Regions from separate parts of the Bos taurus genome. Here region 2 is linked to region 1. The links are chromatin contacts, called in public Hi-C maps. All regions are on one chromosome and are shown on one strand. The core of a region is the stretch at or near the end of the contact, and the rest is flanking DNA. Distances in the headings are between cores, read along the strand shown.

Region 1 (5,322 bases), core at 1,365-3,864:
AAAAAGCAGAGACATTACTTTGCCAACAAAGGTCCGTCTAGTCAAGGCTATGGTTTTTCCTGTGGTCATGTATGGATGTGAGAGTTGGACTGTGAAGAAAGCTGAGCGCCGAAGAATTGATGGTTTTGAACTGTGGTGTTGGAGAAGACTCTTGAGAGTCCCTTGGACTGCAAGGAGATCCAACCAGTCCATTCTAAAGATCAGTCCTGGGTGTTCATTGGAAGGAATGATGCTAAAGCTGAAACTCCAGTACTTTGGCCACCTCATGCGAAGAGTTGACTCACTGGAAAAGATTCTGATGCTGGGAGGGATTGGGGGCAGGAGGACAAGGGAACGACAGAGGATGAGATGGCTGGATGGCATCACCGACTTGATGGACGTGAGTGTGAGTGAACTCCAGGAGTTGGTGATGAACAGGAAGACCTGGCATTCTGCAATTCATGAGGTCGCAAAGAGTCGGACATGACTGAGCGACTGGACTGAACTGAACTTTTATTCCAAAACCCTGCTGGGGGCAATGCCACTGCATTTCTTTATCCTTCTAATTTTGTTACAAATTTTCTTTTTGAACAAGGATGACTGGCACACAGACTCATTTCTAATCAGGAGAACCTCTTCCAAGAGGTTACTTGGCAGTGGCAGGACAGGGGCTTGGAATGAAAACCTGAATGTAGAGGCATTTTTGAGTGAATGCTGGGGCGGGGGAGGAGGTGAAAGTGAAGTGAAAGTCACTCAGTCATGTCCCACTCTTCGAGACCCCATGGGTTAGTCCATGGAATTCTCCAGGCCAGAATACTGGAGTGGGTAGCCTTTCCCTTCTCCAGGGGATCTTTCCAACCCAGGGATCATACCCAGGTCTCCCACATTGCGTGGATTCTTTACCAGCTGAGCCCTAAGGGAAGCCCAAGAATACTGGAGTGGGTAGCCCAGCCCTTCTCCAGCAGATCTTCCCGACCCAGGATCCAGGAATCGAACCGGGGTCTCCTGCATCGCAGGCGGATTCTTTACCAGGGAAGCTGAGCCACCAGGCAAGGTGGGGAGGGAAAAGGGGCAGCAGGGATATCTGGGGTTAGGTGCCGGGAGTCGGGCGCCCCTTTAGGACAGGTATGAAAAAAGGTATGGGGAAACGGTTATAAAGGGTTAGGTGTTCCCCGGGCTTCAGGTAGCTGCCAGGACAGAGGGGCTGCGAGCGCACGAACTGGAGGGAGAGTGAAGGGAGCCGGTCAGAGAGGAGGGAGGAGGAGGCCGACAGGAGACCCCCACGTCGAAGGGGAAGGGCCGTGCGAATGGGCAGCACTGGGCTGGGCCGGGGAGCCTGCACTTTGACCCCGCGCCTTTTCAGCCTGCCCAAGCCCTCGGGATCGGAGCTGCCCCTTCCGTCCTGCACTCTGAGGCTGCGGGGCTCAAGTCCCACCAAGGGGCGCGTCCCGGGGAAGAGAAGCCCCGCCCGGGTCGCGTGCCCTGGACGCCGCCTCCACGCCCAGGCCGCGCGTCCACCCGCGGACTCGCTCCCGCGCCGGGGACTCGTCTCGCCTGGGGCGCCGCTCGCACCCACAGCCAACCCGGCACGCGCACAAACAGCTGACCCCGCGGCGCAGGCGTGGCCGGACAGCGGCGCCCCCGGACGGCAGCGCGGAAAGGGGAGCGTGGGGCGGATCTCGGCGCCTGGTCGCCCCCTCGCGACCGCGCTTCGCTCGACGGCGTAGGGGCAGCAGCGGCCACTAGTACTCGGGCTCCTTGCCTGCGGGACGGCCTCGCGCTGGGCGTGGCGGGCGCGGAGGGGCGGGGCGACGGAGCGTGCGTGCTACGGCATTGCGTGCGGGGAGCGTGTGGGCGTGGCGGGGAGCGTGTGGGCGTGGCGGGGCGCGCAAAGGGGCGGGGCGACGGAGCGTGCGTGCTACGGCGTGGCGTGGCGGAGCGGGGAGCGCGGGGGCGTGGCAGTGCGCGAAGGGGCGGGGCACGGCGCAGGGCGCGAAGCGCACGCGCTTTGGGCCGCCGCCGGGGTCGGGAGGCGTTGACGCCTTGCGTGGTGAGGATGACGGGAGGGTACGGGGGGCCGGGCCGCCTGCTGGTGGAGGCGGGGGACAGTCGCGTTCGAGGGGCGGGGGAGGGTGTGAGAGGAGCCGCCGCCGCGGCGGACGCGGGGGCGTCTCGGGGGAGCCGGGCCCGGCCGGGCATCCGGAGGCGGCCTCTGACCCCTGATGCCGCCGTTTTCCCCTCAGGGTAGTGGCTCCCGCGCAGGCGCAGACGGGCCGGCCCGCTAAGGCGGGGCCGCGGCGGGAGCCGCCCCGCGGGTGAAGGTGGGCCGACCGGACGGGACTGGGCCCCACAGCAGCGGTGAGGACCCGTCTCAGCTCCCAGGCGAGCCCAGCCAAGAGAGAGCTTCGTTCTGGAGGTGGCCCTGGACCCCGGAGTTCAGCCCTCAACGGGGACACCCATTCGCTAAAAATCTCCCCCCGCACCCCCATCGTTAAACTGCAGAAAACCCGGTTAGGCAGCGCGGCGGGCTCCGCACACTGACGTCCCGTTTCTCTCCTTCCCTCACCCAGACCCCTCGGGGAGCAGCTGTGAGCCGGTCACGCGGAGGGATGACCTATCTAGGCGGGGACGCCGTGTGAGCGGAAGAGATCTGTCAGCGTGAGTCTGGCTCCTGGTCGGTCCCCTGACGGCTTCCCCAGGGTGACACCACCTCAGTGGCCGAGATCCGTTATCAGCCTGCAGCCAAGTTACAGAAACGCAGGACTTAACATGAGTTGCACTTCCCTTTGGTCGGGAACGTCTTTGAGTCACGTGGGAGAGGATGTGTTTCATGTGGCTCTCATGTGTCAGCTCCTAATATCATTATTACCCAAAGGGCGAGGAAATAGGGAACTGGGTCGTGTCTTAGGGTGACCACGAACGTTTATAGTGGGAGCAGGTTCCCTAAGAGGTGGAGGAATGAATCTCATGATTGTCTTTACACTCTTTCAGATACTCTCCCCAAGAAATTGACTTTTTTTTTTTTTTTTAATTTGGCTGCCGTTGGGTTCTAGGTGCATCCCACAATATCTTCCTTGCGACCTGTGAGGTCTTTCACTGGGCCTCATAGACTCTCTAGTTGTGGCTCACAGGCTTAGTTGCCGCGAGGCATGTGGGATCTTAGGCTTGACTCTGTATGGAACCTGCATCTCCTGCGTTGCAGGTCAGATTCTTAACCACTGGACCACCAGGGAAGTCCCCCTAAGAAACTGATTAGAAACGGTGGAAGCGGGCAGTCCTCTGGTGATGACGCCCAGGCGTTAGCAATCAGTCATTTCATTCTAGGAGAAATAAGTGATGTCTGTAAAGACCCCAGTTTGGATATGCATGGTCTGTGTGACCACGTGTGTCCTTCTGGCAGATGCAAACGGTAGGGCACTCTGAACACACCCTGAAGACGGCCCTCATCTCAAAGAACCCAGAGCTTGTGAAGCAGTATGAGCAGTTGGACCCCGGGGAGCAGCGCCTGCTGAACGAGGCCTTCCGGCCCCGCAGCGATCTCTTTGGACCCATTACTTTGCATTCTCCATCGGACTGGATAATCTCCCATCCTGAGGCTCCGCAAGACTTTGAACAGTTTTTCAGTAATCTTCACAGAAAGAGCCCTTCTCCGGGGAAGCAGACTATTTACATACAGTGCATTGGTGCGTCTTGCCAGTATGCTGGGTTTGGTTTGGTTTTGTGATGGTGCTGTTGCCGTGGACAGTTTGCCTTGTCCGTCTCATTCAAGTGGGCAGTTTTTATAATCATTTTTGACATTCGTTCCCACAGTGGAAGTTTGGTAACCAAACTGCCTTGAAAGAGAAGGTTTTGTTTTGTTCAAAAAATTTTATTTATTGACTGTGCTGGTTCTTCGTAGCTGCACATTTGACTTCTCTAGCTGGGGCAAGCAGGGCCTGCTTTGTAGTTGCAGTGCATGGGTTTCTCATTGTGGTGCCCTGTTGGAGAACGCAGGCCTAGGGCGTGCGAGCCTTGGTAGTTGCAACACATGGGCTCAGTAGTCTCTGCTCCTGAGCTATCGAGCACAGGCTCAGTGGTTGTGGCACCTGGGCTTAGTTGCTCCCAGGCCTGGGGGATCTTCCCAGACCAGGGATCCAGCCTGTGTCTCCTGCGTTGGCAGGCAGGTTCCTTACCATTGAGCCACCAGGGAGTCAGGTTTTCTTTCTAATCTGTGTTCACCTTAGTGAACGGTAACTGTGTATTGAAAATCTAGAGTTTGTTTGTTCCTAATTCCACATTTCTAACTGTAGACTGAGGTAAAGACTGTTCTGATCATCTCAAAATCTCTCTTTAAATTTTCTTCTGTATCTGTCATAGGATTGCTGGGAAACACCAGAAGTATCAGTGAAGAATATTTGAAATGGCTCAAGGGCTACTGTGAAGCCTTCTTCTACGGGTTGACAGTCAAACTCCTAGAGCCGATTCCTGTCTCTGCAACCAGATGTTCCTTTAGAATCAACGATAGCACACTGAACCTTCAGATTCATGCAGGTGAACGGGGCAGCCTTACAGCTTGAATTGAGTAAAGTATGTAGGTATATGTACACACACACACACACAAATATATCTTAAACATAATTTTTTTTTTAATAGGGCAGATCCTGACGTTCTTAAAAAAGAAGAAACCCGAAGATGCCTTTTGTGTTGTGGGAGTAACGATGATCGATCTTTACCCAAGAGAATCCTGGAATTTTGTCTTTGGACAGGCTTCTTTGACAGAGGGTATTCCTTTTTGACATTGTTGGTAGAAACTTGCTCAGCTTGAGACTCTTTGTGAAGATTTTGAAAGAGAGAAAAAATTCCAACCAATACAGTTTTTTCCCCTTCCAATTACAGTTTAGATGTGAAGGCCTTGTAGTGTTTCTGGCGCAGCATCCTGCCGTGGTGGAAAGGACGCTCTGGATAGGCCCTGATGGTCTGGGTCCGTTCCCCTGCCCCCAGCTTGGCCGCTCACTGCCAGCACCACCTTGGAGCTAATAACACCTGTTTGTGCTGTTTTGAGATCATTTACATAAAATTGCTGATCCATAGAAAGTGTGTAGTTATGGCTGGCACATATGTAGACATTCAGTGCAACAGATGGCAAATGGAGATAGTTCAGTGACAAGGTGAATCAAATAAGGATATTTGAACTGTTATTAATGGAAGCAGAAATGGCGCTAATTGTTTTTCAGCTCTTTCCGTAGTTGTCATTAGATGAGGTCGCTGTGCACTGATTTATAAGTGTGCGCTTCACATCCTGTGTCTCAGAACAGACGTTTTGTTATTTATGGTCAGTTTCAGTCTTTGACTTGAAATAAGCTT
Region 2 (5,322 bases), core at 936-3,435, 92 kb before region 1:
CCTCCATACGAGAGCAAGTCCAGAGCACGAAGAAATGGAGTCTGCAGTCTCCAGGGATCGTGGCGTTTTCGGTAAGAAAGTGGCCCCAGTTTCATGAGGTTGTCACCATCTCCCCGCTGTCCCTCCTCTAGGATTCACTACACTTTCACTCGTTGGTCCAGTGCTCTCCGCTCTGTGTCAGGGAGTATTCAGTTTTGTTCGACAGACTTGACCGAGCACCATTTCTGGGGTGGGAACCGTGTCAAGCGCATGGTATAATGGTGAGTAAGACACGGTCCTGGCTTCCCAGGGGGCTCAGTGGTAAAGAACCTGCCTGCCAAGTAGGAGACGAGGGTTCGATCCCTAGGTCAGGAAGATCCCCTGGAGAAGGAAATGGCAACCCACTCCAGGATTCTTGCCTGGGAAAAAAAATCCAACGGACAGAGGAGCCTGGTGGGCTACCAGCCATGGGGTCGGGAAGAGATGGGTACGACTGAGCATGCACGGAAGACATGGTTCTGTCTTGAGGGTGTCTCCCGTAGGTAAAAAAAGACGAAAAATAAACTTCTGGGGCAATGCAGTGGATGATGTGGGATCGTGGGAGGCAAAAACGAAAAGGAAAAAACAGAAAGCTGAAGAGAGCACGCTGAGATGAACTCATCATGGCCTGTACTAACAGGCCTTAGTACACCTGCCCTATCCCCTAAGTGTGTGGTACAGTCTCGGAGTAGATGCCTGTTATGAATGCCCCCAGTGTGGTAAAGCAATCATACTCCAATAAAACAAAATACCCCCAGTGAACAAATGGGTAAACAGAGTGGAAAATGGGGGGTAAACTAGGAGGTTGGGAGTAACATGCACACACCACTACATATAAAACGGATAACCAGCAAGGACCTGCTGTACCGCACAGGGGACTCTGCTCAGTGTTCTGTGGCCACCTGGTCAGGAGGGGAGTTTGGGGAAGAATGGACGCATGTACGTGTACGGCTGAGTCCCTTTGCTGCCTGAAACTATCACAACACTGTTAAGTGGCTATACTCCAATTCAAAATAAAAGCAACACAATAGATGACCACAGGCCTACCGTATAGTACAGGGAACTCTAACACTGCAACGGCCTACCTGGGGAAGGACTCCGAGGAAGAGTGGGTATGTGCATGTGTTTAGCTGATTCACATTGATGTACACCTGAGATGAACACAACATTGCACACCAACTGTACTACAATTTAAAACAAGGTTTTTCTTAAAAAACGAGTAGAGGACAAATAATAAGCTGAGGTTCTTAGTACCCCTATGAGGTAGCACCCAGGACTGGGACCTGGGCAGCCCAGCCTCTGACCTCAAACCTCGCCCCCTTGACGTGCTGGGGCGCTCCCACCCGGCACGCCTGGGTCCTGCGCCCACCTCAGACGACTGAGAGCTAGCTGGTTTCCACAGAAAAATCATCACTTTAAAACTGCAACAAACAAAACTGGGTGTTGGGCGAGCAAACCCAACAGACGTTCGTGGGAGGATCACTTCAGAAACGCAGGTTTTCCTCTCCCCTCCACTTCTCTGATTGTCTGCCCAGGATGAATCCTCCACAGATGTTGGATGTTTGTGTTGGATGCTGTGAAGTTTTTTAAACCTAGACGATTCTACTTTTCCTAGCTTCTGTATTTGTATAGTTTCTGTTCTCTTCTTGGACCAGAAAATCCAAGTAAGAGGGTGCTAACAGGAGCCTCTGAACCCAGGCGAACCAGTGGGCCCGAGGGGAAGAGAAGGAAGGTCTGTCTGTGGGCCCCGCAGACCCAGGGCGCCGGAGGGCCGAACCCGGAGGGACACAGGAGCCGCGGGTCCAGCGGCCAGGCCGGGCTTCAGGCCCAAAACTTACTTCAAGGGTGAGACCGCTTTAAAAAAAAAACAAGTCAAGTGTGAGCGAATGGGCGCCAGACTTCACTTCGATAGAGCCCCTATGGCCGCGCTGTGAGAAACGGGGCCCTGGCGCGTTCCCGCAGCTCCACATTTAACGTCGTGATGAGGGCAATTCCCGACTCTTGCCAGCTGCGCCGCCAGGCGCGCACAGGTGCCAAAGGGCAGGGAAGGGCCCCACGCAGAGCCCCGCGCCGCGTCCGCTTCCGCCGCCCGCCGCGCCCGGACCACAGAGACGGGGGTACCGCCCCACCCCTAGAGAGGAAGGGCAGGCCCCGCCGGCGGGCTTCCGGCGGCGGCCACTTCCGGCGGCAGCCACTTCCGGCCCGGCCCCTCCCTGCGCCTGCCCGAGCCTGGGGGGCGCGCGCCAGTGAGGGTGGGTCTGCCCCCCAGCTCCCGCGGCCCTTCCCGAGGGCCTGGCTCGGGGTCGGCCCGTCGACCCCCAGCGCTGTGGACTTGTCTCCTCGTTTCAGCCCCTCGAGGCGACTGGTTTGTGGACAAGAAGGGTGAAAACCCGACCTAAAAGGACGCGAGCTAGGGCTCGTCGTGCTGTGTCGGACCGGCCGCGCGTGTAAAACGCATCAAGTAACAGACACACGCGTGCAGGTGTCGGGGGAAGGCCCTGCCGGCGCCCCGGAAGGGCCCCCCGCTCGGCGCGGGCTGGCGCTCAGAACCGAGCCCCCGCCCGGAAGTGGGCCTGGCGGGGAGACCCGTTCGGAACCCAGCTTCTTCCTCCTCCGGGTAGCGGCTGGCCGCCGGCACCGCTGACCGCCCGGGCTGAGTGCCCTCAGCTGTGAGGAGCGTGGGCGTAGCCATCCTGGCCTCCTGTGTGAGGCCTCCTCCTGCAGTCTTATCGTCCTGTCCTCCTGTGAGACCCTGCCCTACTCTGACCCTGTCCTGTGTGGGACCCTGTCCTACTGTGTGGGACCCTGACCTACTGGAGACCCTGCCCTGTATGTGACCCTGTCCTCCTGTGAGACCCTGCCCTACTCTGACCCTGTCCTGTATGTGACCCTGACCTATTGTGTGACCCTGATCTACTGTGAGACCCTGTCCTACTCTGACCCTGTCCTGTGTGGGACCCTGCCCTGTATGTGACCCTGACCTCCTGTGTGACCCTGCTCTCCTCTGACCCTGCCCTGTGTGTGACCCTGACCTCCTGTGTGACCCTGCCCTGTGTGTGACCCTGACCTCCTGTGTGACCCTGCCCTCCTCTGACCCTGCCCTGTGTGTGACCCTAACGTACTGTGTGACCCTGTCCTACTGTGAGACGCTGTCCTCCTGTGTCATCCTGGCCTCCTGTATGTGACCCTGTCCGCCTGTGAGACCCTGCCCTCCTCTGACCCTGTCCTGTGTGTGACCCTTACCTACTGTGAGACCCTGTCCTCCTGTGAGACCCTGTCCTCCTGTGAGACCCTGCCCTACTTTGACCCTGTCCTGTATGTGACCCTGTCCTGTGTGTGTGACCCTGAACTACTGTGAGACCCTGTCCTCCTGTGAGACCCTGCCCTACTCTGATCCTGCCCTGTGTGTGACCCTGTCCTACTGTGTCATCCTGGCCTCCTGTATGTGACCCTGCCCTCCTCTGACCCTGTCCTGTGTGTGACCCTGACCTACTGTGTGACCCTGTCCTCCTGTGAGACCCTGCCCGACTCTGACCTTGTCCTGTATGTGACCCTGCCCTGTGTGTGACCCTGACCTACTGTGTGACACTGTCCTGTGTGTGACCCTGTCCTACTGTGAGACCCTGTCCTCCTGTGAGACCCTGCCCTACTCTGACCCTGTCCTGTATGTGACCCTGACCTACTGTGTGACCCTGATCTACTGTGAGACCCTGTCCTACTCTGACCCTGTCCTGTGTGGGACCCTGCCCTGTATGTGATCCTGACCTCCTGTGTGACCCTGCCCTCCTCTGACCCTGTCCTGTGTGTGACCCTGACCTACTGTGAGACCCTGTCCTACTCTGACCCTGCCCTGTGTGTGACCCTGACGTACTGTGTGACCCTGTCCTACTGTGAGACCCTGTCCTGTGTGGGACCCTGTCCTCCTGTGTCATCCTGGCCTCCTGTATGTGACCCTGTCCGCCTGTGAGACCCTGCCCGACTCTGACCTTGTCCTGTATGTGACCCTGCCTTGTGTGTGACCCTGACCTACTGTGAGACCCTGCCCTCCTCTGACCCTGTCCTAGTGTGAGGCCCTGCCCTCCTCTGACCCTGTCCTGTGTGTGACCCTGACCTACTGTGTGACACTGTCCCGTATGTGACCCTGTCCTGTGTGTGACCCTGACCTACTGTGTGACACTGTCCTGTATGTGACCCTGTCCTGTGTGTGACCCTGTCCTACTGTGAGACCCTGCCCTACTCTGACCCTGCCCTGTGTGTGACCCTGTCCTACTGTGTCATCCTGGCCTCCTGTATGTGACCCTGTCCTCCTGTGAGACCCTGCCCTCCTCTGACCCTGTCCTGTGTGTGACCCTGACCTACTGTGTGACCCTGACCTACTGTGTGACCCTGTCCTACTGTGAGACCCTGCGCTACTGTGAGACCCTACCCTACTCTGACCCTGCCCTGTGTGTGACCCTGTCCTACTGTGTCATCCTGGCCTCCTGTATGTGACCCTGTCCTCCTGTGAGACCCTGCCCTCCTCTGACCCTGTCCTGTGTGTGACCCTGACCTACTGTGTGACCCTGTCCTGTGTGTGACCCTGTCCTGTGTGTGACCCTGACCTACTGTGTGACCCTGACCTACTGTGTGACACTGTCCTGTGTGTGACCCTATCCTACTGTGAGACCCTGCCCTACTGTGAGACCCTACCCTACTCTGACCCTGCCCTGTGTGTGACCCTGTCCTACTGTGTCATCCTGGCCTCCTGTATGGGACCCTGTCCTACTGTGTGACCCTGTCCTGTATGTGCCCCTCTCCTGTATGTGACCCTGCCCTACTGTGAGACCCTGTCCTCCTATGAGACCCTGTCCTACTCTGACCCTGTCCTGTGTGACCCTGGCCTCCTGTATGGGACCCTGTCGTGCTGCGTGTGACTACTGTGGCATGCATTCTTCAGTGAACCAGATTCACCTTCTCTGACACTGTCAGGCTGCATTGGGGAATATTTCACATAAAGAAGCTTTCACACAGTGTGTTCCTGAGGGGACAATAAAAGATGGACAAGTAAGTTTGGGATCTGAGCTCCAGTCTCTTGCCACAGTTACTGATAGAATATTAAACTGTTCTGAGAAGCTCTGCAGTAATGGAGCTCAGCTGACTTTGTTTAGCTGAGTGGTTTTCAAGCATTTGACCTCAGAGACTTCGGGGTAACACCCTGTTAATAGCCACCTCTCTCCCCACCACCAACTGGTGTTTTTTTCCCAGAACACACTTTTGGGGACACTGACATAAATCATTCACCTGAGTACAGACCTGTGCAAGAGT

What was found. A called contact is a pair of places that touch in the nucleus more often than the background predicts.
Region 2: a contact with region 1 is called in a Hi-C map of skeletal muscle, with 6 times the contacts expected there. The contact joins the enhancer-like site here to the promoter of AMZ2 in region 1. A contact is called at or near these places in 4 of 11 Hi-C or Micro-C datasets (liver, skeletal muscle and an unstated tissue).

What each region holds. Positions count from the first base shown.
Region 1 is chr19:61,894,206-61,899,527 of ARS-UCD2.0, reverse strand. AMZ2 (archaelysin family metallopeptidase 2) reads left to right here and starts at 2,614. Exons shown (of 7, transcript NM_001034481.1): 1 at 2,614-2,637; 2 at 3,380-3,662; 3 at 4,336-4,509; 4 at 4,612-4,740. The coding sequence starts at 3,380.
Region 2 is chr19:61,985,369-61,990,690 of ARS-UCD2.0, reverse strand. It overlaps a transcript of RGS9 not described here. Among named protein-coding and RNA genes, the nearest start is that of RGS9, 6.2 kb to the left of the region's middle. Within about 2 kb of position 2,185, at least 93 of the 102 cell types and tissues checked have an H3K27ac peak or open chromatin away from gene starts, as enhancers often do. A contact at or near this core is called in liver and skeletal muscle, where this site is marked.